Regions from separate parts of the Xenopus laevis genome. Here region 2 is linked to region 1. A link is a contact called in public Hi-C data. All regions are on one chromosome and are shown on one strand. Each heading gives the region's core, a stretch centred on a gene start, on an enhancer-like site or on the middle of the called end of the contact. The rest is flanking DNA. Distances are from core to core; before and after follow the strand shown. Region 1 holds the start of irx2.L (iroquois homeobox 2 L homeolog). Region 2 holds the start of irx1.L (iroquois homeobox 1 L homeolog).

Region 1 (2,672 bases), core at 47-2,546:
GAGGAAAATATATATTAGATGCAACTTGGTAACAACTAGGATTGTTAGTCAGATAATATGGACACTACTGATCCTATCACAGAATAACTTTAATATCAATTAACGGTCCAGGGTATTGTAAATCTGATGCTAATTATGGTTATGGTTAGTTATATTATTAGAACTAATGCTCTGCACCCGAATTTCATTTCTTGGTGATACTGTGCTGGCAAATAGGGTCATATTTGCTGGAAGTACAGGTCCCTATGGACTCCTATTTTTAGAACAGTGTGCCCCCTACAGGTCAAATGGTAGATCAGCCTTCGTAGAAACCTGTCTCCATGGGAGGAAATATTTGCAGGCGCCTAGTGTTTTTCTTTTTATGCATTTTGAAACGCCATTAAAGAAAAAAACAGGCTCTTATGATTCTAGCTAATTGGGGTTGTTGATAATGTAAATGATAATAGCTCAGCATCACCTACACAGATAAAGATCAGAAGTGAGGCGATATGCCTATACCTTTTGGAAAAAAATACTACATAAGAAACCAAACAAGTAATTCACTCAGTTCTACAGAAAATGCAAATAAGCAGTACAATACACCATGCTCTAATATGACTCAAATTTAAATATACACTGGAGTTGTTACAGTGAAGATTTGTATGGCTCAGGTAATATTTTACCTAAGAATTTAATATGTATGTATATAGTGTATAAGAAGTGCGTAAGAGGTAATACTAGATTTATATATGTGAGTCCCAATTATAGAGACGCAGTCGGGGGTGAACAGAAGCTCGATATTTTAATACCATTAAACTAGAGCTTATTGTTTTCAATAAAACAATAATGAAAGATATACTGATGCCCGGACAAATGTTATTAAACAGGCAGTTCTATAGAAGCAGAAAAAAACGTGTTGTTTGAGCCAGTAGCTGTAAACGTGCATAGGGCTAGCAGGCGCAGCAAGTTAAACAGCTGCGATCCTACCCCTGCGTTCGCTCCCCGGCTAATGCACAGCCAGGAGAATTACTTACATTACAGGAGCCTGCAGCCTCCCTTCCTCGCTTACAAATAAGGAAGGGGCGGAGTAAGGGCGGGGCCCTCAGGATATGTTGATGAGGCGGCGATGATGGACAGCTGAGTTTTCCAATGACCCTCTGAAAACTCAGGCTTTGCTTCTTCCCTCTGCTACCGGCTTCTCCCACTTTATACAAACCGGTTCCACTCAATAAGCAGCGAACTCCTCCCTGCCTGAAAAAAAAGTCCATCCTGGCAGCAGGCGCTGGGGGAGCTGGCTGACTGCGGGAGCTCCATATGCAGCAGCCACTTTCTTGAGCACCTTGATCACTCTCCTCTGCTTCTCCTTCCTGTGCGCCTCTCTCCAGCTCATGATCTGCTTCTCCCCTCCATCACCCCTCTGCGCTAATTCTCTGATTGGATTTCTACCTATCCATGATCACACAGAGAGCAGATTGATCTGCGGCTGGTGGGTGCCCCAGAGGGGAGGGGTGGAGGCAGAACACTTTTATTTCCTTGCATGAGTGAGGACAGAAGCGAGAAGGCACAGCTGAGAGAGAATAAGGGCAGAAAACACTGTCGTTATTGACCTGCCCCCTCCCCTTTTCACCCTGATCCGTGTAACTCAGTCAGCCCCGGCGATTCTGTGCTTCTGCTAACGGAGCTACCATGTCCTATCCTCAGGGTTACCTGTACCAGCCTCCCGGCTCACTAGCTCTCTACTCCTGCCCGGCGTACGGGGCTTCAGCGCTGGCCGCCCCCAGGAGCGAGGAGCTGGCCAGGTCATCGTCCGGCTCCGCCTTCAGCCCTTACCCGGGATCGGCTGCCTTCAGCGCCCAAGCGGCCACGGGCTTCAGCAGCCCCCTCCAGTACTCCAGCGACCCGACCGGATTCCCTTCTTACATGGTAAGAGCTCGCTGCGACATTTCCCCAACTTCTCTGCCAGTCCCTGCCCCTTTCTTTTTAGGTTGGTTGTTTCCAGGTCCCTTTGTGTTTTTTTAACCCCCGTGCCCCCCCACATTACAACTTTCCCGCTGCTGCCCCATCTAAATTTCACTTGTCTGTCTCCCCTTGTGTTTCTGGTCTCCTTTCTATAACTCTCCCTTCTGTAGTCCTTTTATTGCCGATTTCTTATTATTTTTGTGCCGGCGTTTCCCACCCTCCCCGGGGCTGCCCTCTCTCTCCCACACAGCTCTGCCTATTAGCGATCCCCACATTATCCTGACTTTTAGAACCGTGACATTTTAATTCACTTAGCAATCTCTGGCAAATCTTTAAATCACAACTCAGCATTTATGGTTATAAATGTAAAATGTGTGTTGTATGTGGTTATGTGCGAAATGTATTTATATATTGTTTGGTCATGTTAGTTTGATATGAAAGTAACTGCTATGTAGATAAGAATATATATTTTATTGTTACAGACTGTAATATTTTTGAAAAGACTTCAGTGATTCCCAGGCTCTGGCGTGACACTGTTTCACGCCTACTGTACAAACTACGCTTCACAAATAGCGATCGCTCTATTTATTTCCACACATTGCAGAGGGATACGAACAGTTTAAGTACATTATGATAATAACAAACGGGTTCAGATCACTCCAGGCTTTTGCAACTTATCAAGTTACTCACATGGTATCTTAAACTTTCCTCCATTATGCAGGCTTAAATAAAGG
Region 2 (2,672 bases), core at 127-2,626, 510 kb before region 1:
AAGACCCCAGTGCAATTTCAATACATTAGGTGTCTGTGCCTCTGTGTAACACAATTCTGATTGTACACAAAAATGTGTGAAATTGTCTGCTTTGATTACAATGGCCAGATTGTACTAACACTGAGGCTCTAACCATTATAAATAAGTAAAAACACATTCTGGATTTTGCCTAATGCAAATCTGATGTCAGAGTGAATAAACACACATATGTGCACAGTGCACACAGGGCTACAATCATTTCAGAGCAGAAGCCCCCTCTGTCATTGAAAGGTCACAATCACATCTATTGTTAGGTGATTTTTACTTTATAATAATAATAAAACATATTCCCCTTCAGTCTGCATATACCACACATGAGCATTACAATGGCTTTAGATTAACATTTGGAGCTCAGACTAGACAGAATCGCTCTTAACCCTCCCTCTGTTCCCATCCAACTGTATTTAATTCACAGACCAGTTTGGCGCAATATAATCTGGTTAAAGGGTGCGGGAGTGCGTTTATCTGACAACGATTTGGGGATTCGCATAGTTCCTATTGCACTCAGCGTTAATAAAGCCCTTGATGCGGAGGTGACCGATAATAATCTTGTAATCTATTGTGCAAAAAGCACGACTGTTACCAAACCAGCGATCTGTTGCTTGCCTTGGGCAGAACTTATGTTTTTGATTGGGGAAGCCAACTCACGTTATACTACTCCCGGTCTATTGCTGTCAGGGGATGCTGGGAGTTTCTAGAGGGACACAGGTTGCACAAGAAAACAGTTTAGGCACTGTCTGGTACTTACCATTTGGGAGAAAAGGGTGAGATCGGTGGTGTAGGGTAGAAAGGCGCTGTAGTTGGGGGCGCTGTACGGGCTGGCATACATGCCCAGCACTGAAGTGACTGCCGCGGTAGAACTGCTGCCCAACTCAGCTCCTGTCGGCCTTCCGGATCCGGCTGCTGCTGCTGCGGCCGCTGCTGCTGCTGCCGCGGCCAAAACGCCCGGCCGTTCGCCTCCATAGACTGCAGCCTGGCCGGCGGTCAGGTACTGGGGGTAGCCCAGCTGCGGGAAGGACATGTCTCTCCGGCAGGGAAATCGCTGCCACTCCGGGCACAACAGCAAGTACAGAAGGGTTGGTGAAAAAGGGTATCTTAAAGGGGAGGTAAAAATTGATCTTAAGAAAAAAAGAAGCGGATTGGCCAAGGATGGGGCCAAAAAGTGAGCAACAGCCTCGCAGTCTCTCTCCCACTGTGCGCGCGTTGTACAGAGGGAGTTCGGATAACAGAAAGGGACGAGGTGTGTGGATTCGTTTGGGTGTCTCAGGGTGTTTTTTAGCCCCCTCAAATCTCTGCTCTTCTGTGCTTCTAAATCCCTTAGATGTGATCTGATCAACAATTGAGCTCCAACTGATGTGTCTGCCCTTAGGTCCTGGGCTGATCTTTCAGATACAATTTGAAGTTGATGCTTTGATTGGCATCCACTTGAGCTGCAGGCCCCTCCCACTTTAGAGCATGTGGCCTGAGCATTGGCTGGGGCCACTTCACTCTGGAACAGAAAGTGGATGTTTGTGTGTGTGCAAGTGGATGTGAGTGAGGCTCCCTTTCTCCCCCTTCCCTGGGTGCCTGGACTGTGGATTTCATGTTTAGCAATGGGCTCCTTTCAGAGAAGCCCCCACTGCTGTATGACAACCTGTCTACACGATTTTACAGCTGTCCGACATTGGGGTTTGCTGTTTTCTGCCCATAGTGTGTCCCCTTTTAACAGAAACAACTGCGCTGCTGTTTTCCCTTTACTGTACAGTCTTTATTGAGAAGCCCCAGCAAAAGGGGAAATTCCAGATTACATGACTTAGATATGGAGTTCCCTGACTAGGCAGGTAGACAGACAGACAGCAGTGCATTAAGGGAAAGGGGACGCTTGATTAAAAGTGGAGACTGAAGGTAACAAGGGGCTCCTTTTTACTTTCATAGAGTGGGAAAGATTGAATTTTCTTCATATTTATTTTGTGGTGTGTGCCAAAATCGTAGGGATTTTTTTAACCTTGTGTGACAGTAACAGAGCCTGAGTATATCAAGTATTACATCTTCGTGCTGTACATTTATGCCATTATGGTGATTAATGATTGATGACTGGAAACAAAAGAATACAACATTTTACCGATTACACCGTTAGCAGAAATATTCTATATTAGTTTATATACTTTTACAAATGCACGTAGCACAGCAAATGAGCAGAAAACATGCCACATATTTAAATGATCTCATTTATATAGTGTGAAAAACACTAAAACACTGAAAACTCGTGGTTATTAACATTATTTACACGTGTCAGTTTGTACTATGAAATCATCTACAATCCAAACCACACAGGTACAGGGAATCTATCTATCTATCTATCTATCTATCTATCTATCTATCTATCTATCTATCTATCTATTTTTGTATCATCTATCCATTCATGTATATTCTTTCTTTCTTAAATGAAATTATGTCTTATAAATCTATCTATCTATCTATCTATCTATCTATCTATCTATCTATCTATCTATCTATCTATCTATCTATCTATCTATCTATCTATCTATCCATCCATATAACGACATTGTTTTAATTACCATGTAATATTATTATTTGTAAAATATGATCATACCATGTTAAATATGTTAAACCACTCATATACAGACCTATCT

Evidence for each region. Hi-C and Micro-C count contacts between places; a contact is called where the count stands out from the background.
Region 2: a contact with region 1 is called in a Hi-C map of animal cap, with 11 times the contacts expected there. The contact joins the promoter of irx1.L here to the promoter of irx2.L in region 1. A contact is called at or near these places in 2 of 4 Hi-C or Micro-C datasets (the XL177 cell line and animal cap).

Annotation. Positions count from the first base shown.
Region 1 is chr6L:71,461,568-71,464,239 of Xenopus_laevis_v10.1, reverse strand. irx2.L (iroquois homeobox 2 L homeolog) reads left to right here and starts at 1,296. Exons shown (of 5, transcript NM_001085766.1): 1 at 1,296-1,902. The coding sequence starts at 1,666. LOC108719038 (a long non-coding RNA gene) reads right to left here and starts at 1,152. Exons shown (of 2, transcript XR_001936141.2): 1 at 1,014-1,152.
Region 2 is chr6L:71,975,279-71,977,950 of Xenopus_laevis_v10.1, reverse strand. irx1.L (iroquois homeobox 1 L homeolog) reads right to left here and starts at 1,376. Exons shown (of 4, transcript NM_001088180.2): 1 at 788-1,376. The coding sequence starts at 1,060.